2 separate regions of the Mus musculus genome follow, and region 1 is linked to region 2. The links are chromatin contacts, called in public capture Hi-C maps. All regions are on one chromosome and are shown on one strand. The core of a region is the stretch at or near the end of the contact, and the rest is flanking DNA. Distances in the headings are between cores, read along the strand shown. Region 1 has its middle 13 kb from the start of Gm31202. Region 2 has its middle 42 kb from the start of Hdac2.

The links. Capture Hi-C pulls out chosen DNA fragments and counts their contacts.
Region 1: a capture Hi-C map of embryonic stem cells shows a contact between it and region 2, with 2.8 times the contacts expected there. The contact joins two enhancer-like sites. A contact is called at or near these places in 1 of 39 promoter capture datasets (embryonic stem cells) and 1 of 9 other capture datasets (embryonic stem cells).

The regions. Positions count from the first base shown.
Region 1 is chr10:37,375,077-37,379,907 of GRCm38.p6, reverse strand. No RefSeq gene overlaps it. Among named protein-coding and RNA genes, the nearest start is that of Gm31202, 13 kb to the right of the region's middle. Within about 2 kb of position 1,762, at least 46 of the 459 cell types and tissues checked have an H3K27ac peak or open chromatin away from gene starts, as enhancers often do. A contact at or near this core is called in embryonic stem cells, where this site is marked.
Region 2 is chr10:37,013,890-37,019,081 of GRCm38.p6, reverse strand. No RefSeq gene overlaps it. Among named protein-coding and RNA genes, the nearest start is that of Hdac2, 42 kb to the right of the region's middle. Within about 2 kb of position 3,556, at least 22 of the 459 cell types and tissues checked have an H3K27ac peak or open chromatin away from gene starts, as enhancers often do. A contact at or near this core is called in embryonic stem cells, where this site is marked.

The DNA of each region.
Region 1 (4,831 bases), core at 513-3,012, 360 kb before region 2:
CTTTGGGGGACAATACACTTGCAGTATGTTTGTCATCTAGCATCATGATGGGGTTGTATGGAGTGTGGCTAGAATGTGACTGGTCTCTACATTGATCATGGTTTCTGTTCCTATTTTGACTGGATTTTATTTAACCAGATCTCTTTTCTTTGTTTTGTTTGTTTGTTTGTTTGATTGTTTGATCTCTCATCCATGTATCTTTTTAAACATCAAGTCTTAATTTCAGAAGCAAACAGACACTAAAAAATGATTAAAGGGATGATTCTTTATTTACACAATTATCCATATATACTAGGCTACATTTCCATGACAACCAGTCATAGCATGTACTGATCAAATATGACCAAGTCCTAGTCTATAAAAACACTTTTAAAAATTTTGATGAATAGATTAATTATTCAGTGTTGTTGCCAAAATATCAGATGTCACATATTACTCAGCAAACATCAAGCAAACAGGCATTCAAAAATAAGATCATTTTGAAGAAACTGTCTCTTTATAATATAATGTTGGTAACAATATTGTCAGACCTCATATTGGGATTCCTGGTAGCTACAATAACTCTGTGCTTTCCACCCCATCAGAGTTTTGAATAACATAAAAGCGGGAGTAAGGTTCATAAGGCTTATGAGGGAAAAAAATGAATTACATTTTATAACCACTGAAAGAAAGACAGACCAGCACTTCTTTCTCTCTCTCTTCATTGTAGCCTTGCTATTCATAATTGTAACCTGACTTTGAATGAAGTTGTATTTTCATGTTTAGTGTCTTTTGAAACATGCAATTCCATAAGCATTCCATTGTGATAAAAAGCCCTTGTGTCTATCGAAACAGAGAAAACACTGTATCGCAGCTACTGGTGGCTGGTCTCTGGCAACTATTTAAAGGAGACAAAAAGAGAGAGAGAGAGAGAGGAATTCAATATAATTCAATCAAAGACTGAGGAATACACATGCAAGAAAACAAGGCTGGATAGAAAGTTGGTAAAGTTGGCATTGTTACTGAATGTAATGCTTTGCAGTACTTGAGAAAGGGCTAGAAAGAGTGTGTTGTGCTGGCAAGATACAACAGCTATTTCATATGTATAACCACTGAAGTTCACATGAAGATTTAGCGCACTAGGGAATCTGATGTGAGGATGTCACCATGTTTCTGGGAGGATATATAGGCAGCCAGGAATTCTTTTCATTGGTCAAGGAAGCCAAGGAATGGAATGTCACCAGTGTCCTCTGTGTCCTGTGACCTGCTCTTGTCTGTGTCCTGTACCATTTCAACATGTCATCAGGGACGACAGTGTTCAAAGGATGCATGTGAGAGAGAGCACAGCCATTCCCACTGTGCTTGCTCTTAGTCAGCCAGCTTTAAAAGCTTTCTTGTACTCAAAGATAAAAGCCCTTGACCTTTTAACTCAAAACTGAAATGTCTGATGCTTAGAGCCGATAGTCTAGTGTGTCCTCTGGATAGACTCCGTTGTGGGTCCCAATGGGAGCAGTGATTTGAAACATCCTCTTGGTTTCAGATTCTTATTCTCCACGTTTTAAAGGGGAAACATCATTGAGGGTGAAATTTGGACTCATAAAACTCTGCATTAATTACATACTGACTCTGCACTATTAAGACAAAGTCCTTTGAGGTCTGGCCATCAGATATCTTTCAGAGGAGAGGGTCTGGGCTGTTATTCTTACTAGCCCCTGAAAGAGCCCCATCCTCTCTCCTGCAGCCCCTTTTGTCCCTAGCCCTTCTTTTTTTCAATGGTTGCCATGGAATCAACCATTAACATATGAAAAGCCATACACAACACTCTTCCCTTTACCCTTTCTTCCCCCAGGACCAAATGCCTGTTGCTAAAGCCTTGGACCTTAATATTCATGTAAAGGAGGGTGGGGTGTGAGAACAGAAATAAAATTCTAAGTGAAAACACAAAGACATGTTCAATTTACATCCTCTGGAGGCAAAATGGTCCATTCTATTTTAAAGAGATAGAAGTTTCTTAGTTTCTGTCTTGTTATTGAGGAGGCCCCATACTATGATAGCCATAGTCCCCCACTATTACTAAACTTCACCAAAACATATTTGAATTCCTTCACAAGTCAGAGGACAGACATGCATACTTGTTAACATACTATGTCAATAGCTTTTGCTTAACTAGGGGAGCTAATATCAATAATCAATTCTTACATTTAAAAATAATTTTTAATTTATTTAAAAATTTGGCTTTGATTGTGTCAACTCAAAAAACAATTTTCCTTCTTAAGAAGAATAAAAGCTAGTTCATTCTGGATCCATTCTGAATGACCAGAAACACAGATTAAGATACCTCAAAGTCCATGTTTGAACTAGAAGCAGTTACATGAAGTTTTATAGTTTTACAGAAAGTTGAAAGTCATAAATCAGGACAGGCTTAAAATACATTGGTGGGCATATCTGAGAGGTGGTTACAGCAAGGTTGAGGAAACTTATTTTATAGACCAAAGATGTTATCTGTTAACACTGTTATCTTTGGGCTTGGTAGAAGGTCTGTTAAATTAATAGTTTCCAAAGGCTTTTATCTATTAGTCACAGGATGCTGGTTCTGACACAGAGGCACACAAGGAATAGCTGTTGAGGTGTGCAGGTAAAGTTAACCGAAGATAAGGTAATTAGCCTCTGGACCTGTAACATTCAAATCTCTCCATAGCACTGAAATTCTAATCAGTCAATCAGTCTCAGCAGACACAACTTTCTAGAAGGTCTCCTTCACAGTCCAGAAGAGACTCAGAATTCTATATTGAAAAAAAAAATTTTATTAGTTATGCAGACTACAGTTCCTAAAATTGTATAGTCTAGAATTGTGGTAGCTTATTTTAATAAGATACACATTTCTGTCTTTCTGTATGTCGTCAAATTAATACTATATTGTTTTCCATCCTTTTTACTGTACACCTTTGTAACTGACTCTACAAGACTGAACTCACTGAAAAGTTGAGGGTAGGAGTGCTGAGGAGAAGAAGCTGTGCTTAAAATTCTTGCCTGCAAGCATGAAGACCTGAGTTTGATCTCAAGTACCCATGTAGAAGCTTGTTTGGAAATATGCTCTTTGTGGTGCTTTGTATATGCTTGACTAAGGGAGTGGCATTGTTAGGAGGTGTGGCAAAGTTGGTGTGGGTGTGGCAATGTTGGTGTAGGTATGGCTTTGTTTGAGGATGGCTGTCATTGTGGGGGTGGGCTTTGAGGTCCTCTGCTCAAGCTCTGACCAGTGTGGAAAAGAGAGCCTGCTCCTGCTCCTTCCTACCTTCAGAAGGCAGTCTCCACCTTTGGATAAATGTGTAAAACTTTCAACTCCTCCAGCACCATGTCTGCTCTCAGGTTACCATACTTCCTGCCATGATGATAGTGAACTGAACCTCTGAAACTGTAAGCCAGCTCCAATTAAATGTGTGTTTTGTTTTGTTTTGTTTTGTTTTGTTTTGTTTTATATAAGACTTGCCTTGGTCATGGCATTACTTCACAGCAATGGAAATACTAAGACACTCCTATTAGATTGTTGAGAATTGAGGAAGTGAGACAGAAGGTTCTGTAGGATTGACCTAGCCCCAAGTTCAGTAAGGGATCATGTGTAAAAAGATAAATGTGGACAGAGGGTTAGGAAGACGACTAATGACAATGACCTCTGCTCTCTGAATGGATACACATGTATGCCACAGACAGACACACAATCACACACAGAAAGTGGGACAAGACTTATTATAATAACAAATATCTCATAAAGCAACATTATACTTCATATACTACAGTCATATAGACTATTCTAAAATTACCATCTACATAATATTCTGACCAAGCATATAGACAGCATTTCCTGGCTTCCAGACAGTTTTATTTTCAACCACAGCTGCTCAGGCGCATGACTCTTTAATCTAACAAGTGGAGCCTTGTGGGAAGAGATTTGTTAATAGTGGAAGCAATCATAGTAGTTAAGATAGAACACTTCCCATTTGGGGCCTACAGTAGTCAACTGTTTAAGTTCTTCCAAGGAGAGAAATTCTGGTGAACATCCTTCTGCCTTTGATTGACCACAGTGATTTAGACAATACACTTGAGTATCTACAGATGGAGTTCATCAGAACTCATTTGGTTGTTAATGAAACAGCCCATGTAAACAAATGAGCAAGAATACAAAGGAAGAGAATTATTGACTCTTGGAATTGAAAGACATTGAAGACAATGGATTTAGGCATTAGTGAATTAGTAGGTCAATGGATACCCAGGATGTACCATCTGCCCTCTTCTTCTTTTTACTTCCTTACCTTCCTTCATCATCTATCCCATTTCTCATGGTAGGGCCACTTTCTACTCTAACAATGAAGACTCCCTTTGAGTATTCCAGGAAAGTACCTAAAGAAAATTCCAGATGCACATGTGCTCTGTTTAGCCACCCTCTGAAAGAAGTCACCATATTTTTTTTTTTTGGTTCCCCTGTATTATCATCAAGAAAAGATATTCACCAGTCTGGCTTAGCCAAATGCCTAATTTTGTTTATCTCTTTAGTCAGGGGTAGTTACCCACGTTTTTTTCCCCATCTTATTCTGTATCTCAAGGTTCAATGTTTATTACAGAATGAGATAAGAAAACTGCCAAAGGTGTCTACAGAGAAGAGTTACCCATATTGCACACAGGCCTCTATTCTTCCATGCCTGAAGTTAAGCAAAGTTCATGTTAAACCAGAGTTTCTAGAAACCTACTTCCTTAATTATCTATACAAGTGAAGGTAATAGAGTATATCTATTATCATAAAAGATATAATATTTAAATGTGCCTCATATGAAATTTTATCGTGTACCTATGCAATGTG
Region 2 (5,192 bases), core at 2,307-4,806:
AATCCACCTGCCTCTGCCTCGAAAGTGCTGGGATTAAAGGTGTGTGCCACCACCACTGCCTGGCCGCTTTGAAACTTTCTAGTCAGAATCTTTGACCTTTTTTCTATAGGATCATTTCATTCCCAGATGGATTGCCCTCTCTCCTTGCTTAATTGTATTGTTGGAATTTCCAATACAACTGGAAACAATGATAACGGAAGCAGACGTTCTATGTTTCCTAGCTAAAGAAAAGGTGTTCTGCCTCATGTTAAGTCATTCTGGAGGCACAGGAACAGATTCCTCCAGGTTTCTCCCTTGCAGGTGCTTTCTGTTACCACCCATTAGGTTCCCAGAATGCTCATTTCCCCTTTATTGTGACTTTTTTTTTGTTTGTTTATCTTTGGATCCTTCAAAGATGATGTACTTTTTGTGTATTAGTGGAACTTTGAGATGACCTAGGGATAAATTCGTCTCTTGTTTAACCTTGTTCTGTATGAAGTTGGTATTGTTTCTACTTTTGGACAAGGAAACTGAGCTTAGGAAATATGCCTAATGTCATCACAGAAGTAGTAGGCAATTGAGCTCAGGTTTAGTGGTCCTCAGGCTGCTAAGATAATCTTGTTAAACTAGTATTACACAGTTTGTTTTTTTTTTTTTTCTAATGTCATTTGGCTTCAAGCAGATGTTCTGAAAAGTGTCTTTTATTCTATTACATTTTGTTTGTCTTTTTTTGCATGTGTGTAGGGGGGCACATGTCACAGTGCATATGTGCAGGTAAGAGGACAATCTGTGGGAATCGGTTCTCTCCTTCCACCAGGAGGATCCTGGGAACTGAATCAGGTCCTCAGGCTCGACGGCAGAGGCCTTTACCCACTGAGTCGTCCGCCTCACCAGCCCTGAAACAAGCCTGATCTTAGAGTTCCTTCCATTCTACGGTAAAACCCAGCAAGCTCATTTTCCTAGTAAATGTACCTCAAGAGCATGCAACTTGGTTATTTTAATTGATTGCTGTCCTACATAAACAAAAATCCCTGCTGGAAGGTTGCTAGCAAACGTTCAAAAAGACAGTCAAAGAGGAAGGTGGAAACAGTGGCTGAGGATGGTGAAGGGCATTCAAAGAGTGAAGAAAGCCAAAGGTGACGTGGATCTATCCAACCTTACATTCACAGCTGTTAGCTAATTCTATGGCCTCCCAAAGTCATACTTCGGAAACCTCATCCCCAACACAGTGATTCTGTGCAGTAGGGGCTAAAGGGAGGGTGTGGTCTAGACCATAAGAACTCTACCCTGTACACAATAGCTACAATGTACAAAGAACCTTTTGGAAAACGAAACATTCCAGCAGTCAACTTACTGCTCTCTACTTGAAATACATCTTTCATTGCCTCTGCTGCAATGTTAAAACTTGACCCTTTAAAATGTTTCCCCTTTTCTGGCTGTCACAATGTAAAGCTTCATTGATAGAAGATGCTAGAGGGAAGAATGAAGAGTTTTTCTCTTGGACTTCTCCAGCCAGAGCTCTGGCATCACCCTCTGTCAACTGCCAGGACCCTGCAGTGCACAGAGGTCAGCAGCATGGCTTCTCTTTATGCTCTGAGCAGCTCAGCCAGTCTCTGCTAGTTTCTCCCAGGGGATGTCTTTTCTGAATTGCTTTCCTTGGAACTCCAGTGGACAGCACATTTCAAGCAAGTACCTCGGTAGTAATCTAGTGAGTCCTCGCATTCTACAGAGATGCAGGGTGCCTGTCACTGTCTAGATCTCAGTTCGCAGTCCTGGAGTAGGAGGTGGGCGGTCCCCAGACACTGTCTCAACTGGGGATGCTGACTGCTTCCTAAATACATGGCTCCTGCAGGGCTTAGGTTTTGCTTAAGACCTCTCTCTCTCTCTCTCTCTCTCTCTCTCTCACACTTTTGCTCTCCCCCTCTCCTCCTCCTCCCCTTTCCCTCTCCCTTCTTCTCTCCCTTCACCCCAATCTCTTTCAATCCATAATTACCCCAATCTTCTTACAAACTTCTGTCTCTTGCCTGCACCCTGAGCGCAGGTAAATTTTGCTTTCTGATCTTTGTATTTTCTCAATAGCAACACTCAGTATAGTCCACCAATCACAACTTTTTTTTTAAAAACATTTTTAAAGATTTATTTATTATTTATTATATGTAAGTACACTGTAGCTGTCTACAGACACTCCAGAAGAGGGCGTCAGATCTCATTACGGATGGTTGTGAGCCACCATGTGGTTGCTGGGATTTGAACTCTGGACCTTCAGAAGAGCAGTCGGGTGCTCTTACCTGCTGAGCCATCTCACCAGCCCCACAACTTTTAAAAAGATAAATGTCTATTGAGTAAATGTTTAGATATAAGGAAGAGTATGCCATACTTAACTGCCAATACACAATGGACATAGTGGCACATGCCTGAAATCACAACATTCAGTAGATTGAGGCAGGGGATCACACGTGCAAGGGCAGCATGGTGGGGCTGGGGTAGGGGTGGGGGATAGGAGGAAAAGATTGAAAGACATACTATTGATTTAGGCCATAACAATCTTACAGCATAGGAAAGGCAAAAGCATTTCATCTTTAAATCCAACTGTGACAAACCAGATTGGCTCTCTGGACTAATGAGGACTTAAAGTCCAGAAAGGAATCTGGTTTGTCAGGCTCTGTATAAGGCAGGGAGTGGTGGGAACACATTCCTAGTTATCAGCTAAAGGGCATGCCTTGGACACTTCACCCCCAGTGCAACAATGTTAGGCGGTAGGTGCTAAACTAGGACGAGGGGAAGACAGATGTAAGAACTTTGTCCCCTTAAGTGGTTTTACAGAGTTATTTTAATTATAAATGTCTGTGTGGGTCTTGAATGAGTCTGTGCACATGTGTTTACAGGTGCATGCAGAGTTCAGGAGAGAGCATCAACTCCCAGGGCTGGAGTTACAGGTGGTTATAAGCTACCTGAAATCCAGCCTATTGTATATCATGTTTATTACATTATATTATATTGTATTATATTATATTATCTGTTTGTTTATTTTGAGGTGGAGTCTCTGTACATATCTCTGGCTGATCTGGAACTGGCTTTGTAAAGCAGGCTAGCCTTGCCTTGAACTCAGAGAGATCCACAGGTGTCTGCCTCCCAGGTGCTAGGACTCAAGGCATGTGCCTGCCACCACACCCAGCTCTAGCCTTTTAAATAAGAAAAAGACTTCTGAAATACACGTGAGGTGGGTGCTCCTGACCTTTACCCAGGGTGGGTTGCTTGAGTAGTTGGTATGACATGACTTTCTCACACAGCCTGTAGCATTAAGTGTAAGTTAAAAAAAAAAAAAAAATCGAGCTGGTGCAGGAGGCTGAGGCAGAAGGATTGTGAGTGTGAGGTTGGGCTTCTCATTTTTTTCAAATCGGTGGTTGGTTTTGCTGGCTCCTGGTGGCTTCCTCTCTGGAAGAAAGAGGCCTTTGTCAAGTAGAAGCGCGGTTTGTGTGTTTGCTTATTGTTTTGGGTCAGGGGCTTACTGTGTCCTAGGCTGTCCTGGAACTTGATTTTTCTGTCCACCCTCCTGAGCGCCGAGTAGCACAGGAGGCATCTCACCCAGCTTGGTTTTGATGACATTCACTGCCTCTCCGCACCTGCACTGAGCAGGCAGGCTCAGTGAACAGCTAGTGTTTGAGCTCTGAGTTTTGAGTGCCACATGGCTGAGAAGTGACCCTTGAAATATTGAATTCTGAAGAGAGAAAAAGGTGACGTGTTAGATAATACACAACTGATGCTAGAAACTTATCAATAAACCCAACACATCACAACTTAAAAATATAGACTTAGGTTACAGTCATAGTTTGTTCGCCTTGTTCCTAAACACAAAGCACTGGACACAAGGCAGAACAGCCTTGTTATCTGCTAATAACTTTGTATGTGTGTGTGTGTGTGTGGGGGGGGGGGTTCTTTGTTATTTAAAAAAAAAATATAACATCATATAAGTCATACACCCATTTTCAATATTTAGAATAAAATACTCTTAAATTACTATGAACAAATAGACTATCATCAAGACTGCGCCCTCATTTATTCAGTCCAGACTATGGAGCTCCGGAGCCTAAACCAGGCCTTGTGCTTGGTTGGTGGCAGGCACCCTCCCACCCCTCACTCATAACTCTATTCAAAGATTCAGAAACAGCAGCCGTGGGACAGTGTTCCAGTTCCCTTAAATCTCAATTTCACCATATTACTTGAGTTCCTGGAAGACAGCTCTCCACTCTCCATTATGTATATTAACATGTTCTACATCTGGCCAAAATAAAAATTCCTTCAACTCTAATATGCGGTTCTACTCTACTTCCAACTACAAAATTCTCAAATAGCGATTTGCTATCAGACACAGTGCTTTATGGATATAAACTTGGAAATTAGTGTAAAAATTATCTCATTTACAGAAAAACCTCCATCAGTAACCCAAATTAAACTATACATTCAAAAGAATCTTGGGTTGGGGATTCAGTTGCGTGGTTGGGCACTTTCCTTGCAAGGTCTGGGTTATATCCTCAGATCTAGAAAAGAAAGAAGCTCCTTAGCACTGTGCTTCTGTGTGTTTAAACAACTGACTACTGGAAAACATACACTCTTCAACCCTTGTTCTATAGGGAGACACTGCCATCTTGCGGCAGCATAGTAGACAAGCAACAGAGCAGCTTAGAAGGCTGTGAATTTCCCACTCTAACATTTACATTACTATGACCATAAACAGTAATCATTTTCCTTGACCCACTTGACCATCTTTTCCTTAAGATTATAATTAGTCAAATACGAGGAAATTAGTATTTCTATAAGCTTGCCAAAATTTATTCATTTCCTCCAGGAAACGAAGCCTTGGAAGACTGCTTCTGTATGTACCATTATCTGTTGATATGAAATCAGAAAGCATCAAATTCAACAAAAGCTTGAAATCATCCCATCTGATATTGATAAAAACACCTGAAGTGGACGACATTTTTCTCACACCATTCCACAACCCTTTGCCTTCTTACCTTGTTAGCTGCATTACATAGCCATTTACTTGAATATCACAATGAACCCAACAGGAAACATCTCGTTCTCATTTTAAATAACAATCAGAATGACATTTTCTGTACGGATACCATGCAGTTTTTATTACAATTGCTCTGTAGTACAACTTGAGGTTAGGCATGGTGATTCCACCAGAGGTTCTTTTTTTTTTTAAGATT